2 separate regions of the Hordeum vulgare genome follow, and region 2 is linked to region 1. The links are chromatin contacts, called in public Hi-C maps. All regions are on one chromosome and are shown on one strand. Each heading gives the region's core, a stretch centred on a gene start, on an enhancer-like site or on the middle of the called end of the contact. The rest is flanking DNA. Distances are from core to core; before and after follow the strand shown. Region 1 overlaps LOC123429917 (AT-rich interactive domain-containing protein 1-like). Region 2 holds the start of LOC123429935 (silicon efflux transporter LSI2-like).

Evidence for each region. A called contact is a pair of places that touch in the nucleus more often than the background predicts.
Region 2: a Hi-C map of leaf shows a contact between it and region 1, with 4 times the contacts expected there. The contact joins the promoter of LOC123429935 here to the enhancer-like site in region 1. A contact is called at or near these places in 4 of 6 Hi-C or Micro-C datasets (leaf and seedling).

The regions. Positions count from the first base shown.
Region 1 is chr1H:247,653,521-247,657,825 of MorexV3_pseudomolecules_assembly, forward strand. LOC123429917 (AT-rich interactive domain-containing protein 1-like) reads left to right here. Exons shown (of 2, transcript XM_045113890.1): 2 at 2,063-3,020. The coding sequence ends at 2,755. Among protein-coding and RNA genes, the nearest start is that of LOC123429929, 2.9 kb to the left of the region's middle. Within about 2 kb of position 2,826, at least 1 of the 3 cell types and tissues checked has open chromatin away from gene starts, as enhancers often do. A contact at or near this core is called in leaf, where this site is marked.
Region 2 is chr1H:247,968,048-247,972,744 of MorexV3_pseudomolecules_assembly, forward strand. It overlaps LOC123429935 (silicon efflux transporter LSI2-like), which reads right to left and starts at 2,849. Exons shown (of 4, transcript XM_045113902.1): 1 at 2,674-2,849.

The sequences.
Region 1 (4,305 bases), core at 1,576-4,075:
CGGCCCAGTGACGCCCTCATGAGCCTGTTTTTCGCCGGTTAGGGCCAAATTTGGCCCTGGCGATCCCAGGCCGAACCCGGCATGCTGCGGGGGTGCCCGGGGGGGGGGTCGGGGGAAACGTTTTTGGCGCGAAACGCGTGTGGACCTGCCGAGTCAGCAACTAGGCGCGTTCTTGTCCTCATCGCCTCGTTTCCTGCGGGAATCAATGCGAAGGCTGCGCCACCGGTCAGCCTTCCATTGATTCCTCACGGGCGGCGCAGTGAAGGCACGGCGACGTGCGTCCGGTCCACTCCCGCCACGCGTTCACACGGCTGCCGCCCGCTCGCCGCCCGCCCGCGGCTATATAAGCCGCCCCTTCCTCGCCGGTTGCCGCACACCTCTCGCCAGACGCTCGCCGCCAACGCCCCTCTCCTCTTTTCACCCCTTTCGTCACCGGCGCCTCCCCTCTCTCTCCACCAATGCCCGAGCGCTACCCCGGTGATGGAGCGGCGGCCAACGGCTTCGGCCGCCGCCACCTGCACGAGTCCGAAGCCCGCCTCCTCTACAAGGCTCTCGGCGCCACCAGACATGCGGGTGCCGAGCTCGTGGAGGCTGAGCGTCGGCAGGGTACCGGTGCCACCGCCGCCCTCTGGAGCTGACCGGCGCGCGGAGATCGCACGCATCCAGTCGTCGCTGCTAGAGACGTCGCTAGGGCGGCGCACGCGCAGCGGCGCCCTTTTCATTAACGAGGGCTGCGTCTCTTCTCCTCCGGCCCCCTCCTCCCGCCTCGTCAAGCCGAAGACCGAGCCGACGTTCCTCCCCGTCAAGCAGGAACACCTTGCCATGGCCGTCGCTAACGAGACCGCGCTCAAATGGGCGTGGGACGATTACTTTCGGGATCAGATGGAGCGCCAGCGCCGCGCCCTCGAGGAGATCGCCGCTCGACGCCGCGGCCGCGAGGAGGCACCAGGGCCGTCCAACCCCGTCCGCCACGATGACCCAGGGCAGGGTGTGCAGAAAGGACGGCGGTGGAGTGCAGGACGACGACGGCGACTACACCAACTTCTACAAGCTTCTCGGCATGTAGAAGGCAGCGGCGGCGCAGTAGTTTGTACAAATTTGTTTTAAATTTTATTTTTAGTTCAGTTTGTACAAATATCAATGAAAACGCTGAATTACCTTCAAATTTGTGTCGTTTTTAGCCGAATTTACGCGGAGTTTGAATTTGAAAAAACCGGCTGGGGGCGACCTTGGGGGGGGGGGGGGGGCTGGGAACACGAGCCCAGGCGGCGCTATTTCAAGCCCTGGGGGCCGAACGGCTGGAGATGCTCTTACAACTGTATTGTTATAGGGCCCTTTTGCTTTGTAATTTTGCCATGGCAAATTTGGCAATCCAAAGTAATCATGCCATTTGAAATCTGGTATTTAGATTTTAAGAAGTTTTTGAGAATGCAAGTATGACAATGGACGCATATTTGTAAAATGAGAACTTACTTGGGTTGTTACTATTTTGGGCTTTTAGATATTTCGGATATGATTCTTGCACTATGGCCGCTCATAAATTTTATCCTGTGAATGATCCTAATGCTTAAACTTATCTTGCTATTGATCATAAGATTAAGCCAGCACAAACAAAGTGTATGATAATCTTTCTTCAAACTTTTAGTCTGGGTGGATTTGCTATTTATATTTCTTCAGCAATATGATCCACCCTAAATCCTTACCGACCTCATCAGAGGCCCTCTGTTATATTGTGCTTCTTGTAGTTGCAAGACTTAGTTATTAAGATTTTTTTTGTTTTTCTATGCCGCTTGATATATGATGCCAACAGGTTGTCATACAGCAGCTGATACCACGTATAAGCCTAAAATACTCTTCCAGTTTCTTTGGCTGCCTGAACTTCTCTATTTCTGCTTAGAGACCGCATATACGATCAGCAAAGAACTTAAAATCATTTGTCATGCATTCTGAACTATTGTTTTATTCTATTTATTATTTTCTTCTCTTATATGACAATGATTATTCAATCAGCTTAAGGAGATACTCTGAAAATGTATAAAATATAACTCTTTGTTCATTGCAGAGTGGACTTACAAATGAGGAGCTGCCACAGTACGATGGATGGGATGATCGACTGTGTGCAGGTGGGAATAGTGACAGGATTTTGCATGCACGAACTCGGCTTAGTGGTCTAGCAGATGTTCCAGATTGGACTGGGAAGCCTTCGCTACCTTATGATGAGCCGCATGTGTTGAGATTTCTAGGACAACCTCTTTTGCCTGCACCAAGTAATGAAAGCCTTGATGCTGATACTATTGGTAAGGGTAGGCCAGATAATTGCAACTGTCAAATCCCAGGTTCTGTTGCTTGTGTTAGATTTCATGTGACAGAGAAGAGGATCAAACTGAAGCGCGAACTGGGCTCAGCATTTTATGCAATGGGATTTGATCGCATCAGCGAGGATGCAGCATTGACATGGAGAAGGGATGAAGAAAAGAAATTCAATGCCGTTATCCTGAATAATCTGCCATCATCCAAGTACAGATTCATGGAGGAAGTGTTTGCTGCCATGAGTTCCAAGGGCAGAAAAGACATTGTAAGTTACTATCACAATGTTTTCCAGGTGCGACGAAGAGCGTACCAGAATAGGCTCACTCCAAATGACGTGGATAGTGATGATGATTCACTTGAGCCTGGCTTCCTGCATCTTCGTCAAGGTAGTGGTCAGGGTAATTCCATGTCCGCTTCCTCCTCCGGAACTCAAAGGGGTTCTTAGGTCATGGAGTAGTGTTCAATAGGTAATTGGTGTAGCTCGGTGGCTCCAGCTCGGCTTCTTTATCTGGAGCTCAGAGGAAGTTTTTTTCTTTTGCGGTGAAGCTCACAGGAAGGTTCCGTACTTCGACACCAATTAGTTTTCTGGAGCTCATTTAGACTTTTCTCTCTGTGAATAGCCCCGTGGCTCTTTTCACCTTGATGGACCTGGATATTAATGCAATTATGTTAACATTTAGACTATCTTTATTATGAAGGTAGTTTTATTATTTGGTCGGAGAGTTTCCTGTGGACTGCATTTTTGCTTTTTACTTAAACACAGTACAGACGAAGCGCTCATATACATGCGCATACACTCACTTTATGAACACTCACGTACATCGTATTTCTATGAGCACCTTTGAGAGACTGAGCTGGCATATCATCTTAAAATTTACGAAGTTATCATAGGTACATCGTCGTCAATGGAAACGTCTTCTTTCACTGAATGTGCACTGGCGAAAAATCTAAAATAAATTCAGAAATAAATGCGAGCATCAGGATTTGAATGATGATGGGATAGAGATACCACGGTCACTTTAACTATCCAAGCACAGGTTGGTTCGTAGGAGTGCATTTTTGCCGAGGGCTTTTCTTCGAATAAGTATGGATTATGTTCCAATTTCCTTTGGACCAGTAGAAAATTCAAATATGATCAACAGTTTGATATAATCCCTCTACCCAAACACCAAGGAATTGTTTTGAGGACATGTACAATAGTGTTATATTAGAAGTGTCACCTAGAATAAATGCTGCGATGAAAGAAAGATGATTAAAAAAAAAGCTTGCCTTTTTTTATTTAAGAGATCATCTGTTAGCATAATATGTTTCATCATATTTTTAAGAATAAATAGTTATTATAAATAATATTAAGAAATAATTTCTTCTAGACATGTTTTATTGTCATCTTTAAATTGCATGTAAGTTTTAAGGTAAGGTTATCTTATCAACCATTGTATATGTTCTGATACAATCAATTTAACTCTACCACTTTTGACACGAGCTGAACTAAAATCACTTCGGATCTGAAGGGATTGAAATGGATAGGATTGACATCCTCCATGGGTGCCACGCGCCCCCTCGTATAACACTCCATATACTTAACACTTATTCTTTTCACTTCTAAATATCTTTTTAGAGATTTTAATGAGGAACTACATACGAATGTATGTAAATATATTTAAAGTATAGATTTATTCATTTTATTTTGTATGTAATTTTTATTGAAATCTCTATAAAGATTTATATTTAAGAACGAAGGGAATATTTTATAAATTTTAAAGTATGTGTTGTGACTATTTGTTAGACTTATGATAACATTTAGATCGAATTAGATAACATGGAGTATTATAGATGTAATGTGAGATGGCCCGCCGCCATTGTTAGTGATTGGTAAGCTTTGACCAAGGCAAGTCGCAAGGAACACTTCACCTTACACATCGTCCCGTTCTGTCTTGTTTTATATCTTCATGGCAAATGGATTCGAGTCTTGTGGAGTCCATGTTGTTGACTTGT
Region 2 (4,697 bases), core at 1,599-4,098, 310 kb after region 1:
TATGCCAACGGTCCCCGTCGGCATCTGGCTGTCCGCAACGCGAACATCGATCTCAATTTCTTTTTTCTTTTTTTTCTTAACATAAGAAAAATGTCACGCAAATAGGCTTATAGCTAATATTGCTTTAACTGTACGTTTACTGTGGATGTGGATGAATTAGTCTTAGTCACATCTCGCACATGCTTTAGTTTGACTAGACCGAACTTGGCAGGGATTTGCCACTTGGGTTCCTTTGGCCTACACAATCTCTTTTATTTAAAGAATTTGCTTTGATATCCTTTGTTTCACCAACTAGTAATAAAAATTTATTGTAGCCATTTAAAATAACTTTAACGTCATACTCAATCAGCATTAGCATCGATGAAGACATACTCCCTTCAAGCTCACACATATTTTGTGACAAACTTTAACCATCAATAATAAATTATCAGTTGTTGTCATCTATTTTATTAATTATACGTCCTAAAAACATGCCATTGGATTCATATACTTTCTCCGTCATGGTTTAAAAGGCGTGTTTAGAAATTCTCTGAAACCTAGGTGATTATTGATTGATTGTGAGATGGACCAAAAAAAACATTCACACTAGACATGCATATAGAAGTAGTACAATGAAGTACTAATTAGCTGCTAGAAGTAAATGCAATGCGCCTTAACACATGCATAAACATTGTCTATTGTGAAAATCATATAAATTTAAACGTGCATTCTAAACCGTGACGGGGGAGTACAAAATAAAATGGTATATTTATGACACATAAATCATATATTATTGGTGTAATTGACGATCAAAACAAAACAAATTTTGAACTATGTGCGGCTATGAGGTGGATTTGGTGACTTCATAAAGATAAAAAATTGTCGCATCTGTCTTTCGGATATGCACATAAGGATAGGATATATTCATAGATATAAATGTTTGTGCGGTTAGAATTATGGCACATAATTTGTACTACCACCTCTTTTGCTCTATCATTGCAACATGTATAATTTGTCAACATGTATATATTTGGTGTAATTTGAACTATTTATGAAGCGAGTAAATGCAGTATTCGAGTACCGTCTTTCTCTCTCACGGGCCAAAAAGTTCAAATGGCCAATCAGTAAACCATTTCCTGTTCGTATGAATTAAAGCGCCTACGCAGGGGTCTTTGCATGGGACGTGGCCTTGTTAATCTGCTCGTCCAGAAGCTATCGTTGTGGCACAGCAACAGAGAGATCGATCAAGCTCAGTCGCGTGCGGCGACAAGGACCGGCCGGGCATCACATTCGCATGGTCGCCCTCTAGTCCAATCTGATAGGTCGGTTTCCCATAAACTGGCCGCGACGAGTATACCATCGGTGTCACTTGAAAACAGGTCAAAAGACCCAAGCGCGCGCTCCGTAGAAAAGCTTGGCGCGACGACGGCCACTCGCTCGAGGTCCAGGCGGAGGTGACAGCCGGGCTAACATCCATTTTTCGCACATACGCCGGCCGTGGGGACTGGCTGTCCTATACTTTCCCAGACTTGGTGCACAAAAGTTTTTATGGGCCCCCGGGAAACTCCAAAAGAGGCTGGCTGGCAGTTCATCAAGACGCGATCTTGACTGCTGCGACGTGACACGGCTACGGATGAGAGGAGAGGCGAGTCGACCTGACCCCTCTGAGAGGAGACGCTCTCGGGCGTACGGAGCGTGCGAAGCGACGGGAGAGGTGTGTGGTGCTTGTTGCCTCGGAGAGTGACCGGGAGAGCAACGTCCATGTTTTGTTTTGGCCTCGGGCTACTGTGAGCTCCCCATCGGTGTGAGAGTGAGTCGTGCAGTTTGCGGCCCGTGTGGGTAATTTCTTCCTGCGTGCTTGGGCAGGCAGATGGTATATTTTTTTTTTAACACAGAAAATCAAAATCACTAACGTATACTCATCTACTCGCTCCGTTCCTAAATATAAGTCTTTTAAGAGATTTCACTAGCGGTCTACATACGAAGCAAAATGAGTGAATCTATACTTTAAAATATGTCTATATACATTCGTATGTAGTTCATTAGTAAAACCTCTAAAAAGACTTATATTTAAGAACGGAGGGAGTATATGACACACATCCTAAGTCTATAACACAAGTTTTTCAAATCGGCACATCATTCTAATATTGACGAAGTCGTTACAGGCCTACACAGGACAAATTCAAGAAAATAAGAGCATTGATGCGAAATTTATGACTTGAATTCTGGTGAATTGAGGTGGGTCGTGTCTCGTGTGGAGTATTGCTGACCACATTTGCCAAGCGGTGAATTTCATCCCGCACAAGAAAGAATTTCATAGCTTATTGGTATGCAGCTGGATCTGCATACTTTATTAAACTACTTCATAAAGTTAACAACACATTGACGTACTATTAGTAGTGCCAGGTACGAACTCTGAACAGAGTGTCGAAACTTGGGACCAAGACCAAATCTGGGAACATGCATGCATATCAGCATATGTGACGGAGGGACCGTCCGCATCGGCATGCATGGCGTGGCGAAATCCTTCCGTACCAAGGCATACAAGATAATGGTTGTGTGGTACTATGTAGTAGTACATGGATGCATCGTCGTTTATCTTCAAATTAAACTCAACAACTCTTGTTAAACGAAGCCACCCAGCTGCATGCATGCTACGCTACGAGCAGAGAGAGAGAGAGAGAGTGAGCTTACATTACGAGGCCACACCAGAGCGATCGACACACGCATGCGGCCGATTTTCCCCTCTCGCCGCGCGGCCTAAAGATCCGGCTAGGGAAATATCAATGGCTTGTAGCTTGTACTAGAAAAGAAGAAATATGGGCATGCACTGCCGTGCAAGCTAGCTGCAGAGTGATATGTGTGATGGGAGGGGGTGCGTATAAATAGGCCGCCGAGAGCCACGCGGGCACTGCGCAAGGCCTCCTTGATTTGGAGCTTCGTCTTGATTTCCTTTTGTACTCTTCCAGCGTGTGATTGAGCCTTTGACACAGCGCTGGGCGTCCCTAGCATCACCGCATACGTACAAACACATATCGTTAATTGCTTGACAAGGAAAGATCAACGCCATACAAAACGTTTTCACTCGATTGACACGCACGGAGATGGGGTGGGTGGCCTCAGTCAGCCTCGGCCACGAGCCTTAGGGCCAGTTTTTATCACCTTGTAATTCTTCACAATCATAATTCTGGATTTTCAGAAGACGTATGACCGTCTTGATTGGTCCTTTTTGAGGTTGATAATGCAGCGGCGCGGATTTGACGAGAGGTGGTGTTTCTGGATCATGCAACTGGTTCGATCCGGTAGCACCGCGATCAATATCAATGGTGAAGTAGGCCCTTTTTTTCGGGCTTCCAGGGGGGTCAAGAAAGGAGATCCTATCTTCCCCCTGTTTTTTAATCTCGCTGTTGACGCTCTTGCTGGCATCCTGGATAAGGCAAAGCTAGCCGGGCATATCCAGGGGGTGGTTGGGCACCTCATCCCGGGTGGTGGGGTTTCCCACCTCCAATATGCGGATGACACCATGATAATGGTCTCAGGCTCGGACTCGGACATTGCTAATCTTAAGTTCCTTTTGCTCTGCCTCGAGGAAATGTCTGGACTTAAGATTAACTTTGATAAGAGTGAGGTGGTGGTCCTGAGCTATTCTGAGGCTGAGCAGCACAGGATCGCGGAGAACCTTAACTGCAAGCTGACAGCTTTTCCCATCTCTTATTTGGGAATGCCCCTGGCTGAGTCCAGGATTCTGGTTAGTGGGTTTGATCCGCTTGTGGGACGAGTAGCGTCCCGTGCGGAGCCTTGGTGCGGCAGGTTCACATCTAAAGGTAGCAAATCCATTCTCATAAGCTCTAACCTTGCGAGCCTCCCCATGTATATGATGGGGATATATCTCTTGCCCGAAGGTGTGCACAACGCCTTTGACAAGGAGCTGACTAGATTCTTTTGGCAGGCAAGAAATGGTAGACCCAAGTATCACATGGTGAAATGGGCCGACATCTGCGTGCCAAAAGACCGAGGGGGCTTGGGCATACCTGTGTCCCGCCGCATGTACGTGGCCCTGATGCTCCGTTGGGTGTGGCGGATCCTGCAGGGTGATGGGGGTTTGTGGCTTCAATTGATTGAGGCCAAGTACCTTCGACGCAGACCCCTCTTAGCCTGCTCGCTCGCGAAAGGATCGCAGTTCTGGAAATCTATCCAGAGCATTAAGCACGAGATTAGGTTGGGTCTGCGTGTCTCGGTGGGCAATGGGTCTGGGACCAAGTTTTGGTTAGATCCTGGTTGGAGGGGGAGCCTCTACGCTTTCGTTTTCCAAGGCTTTTTGCTATCTGCTCCGACTCTGTTGTCCTTGTCTCGCGTTGGAGGACGGATGTCATGTTTCTTTCCGCCGTCCACTTGGTTCAGCTGAGGTCCAGGACTGGGAATTACTACTGGCAGTGGTTCCCCTCCCGGTCTTGGCGCTCAGCGGTAGTGTTTCTTGGAGTCTTTCTCCCTCGGGAGAATTCTCTGTTAGTTCGGCCTACTTGGCGTTGTGTAGGATGCCGGTCCTCCCGTGGTTATCCCCACTCTGGAAGGCACCGTTGCCCTTGAAGATTAAGATTTTTGTTTGGCAGCTTCTCCGAGACCGTTTACCTTTTGGGACCGAGGTGCTGAAACACCATGGTCCGGGTAACGGCATTTGTCCCATGTGCCACGTCCTGGAGACTGGTTCTCATATTCTG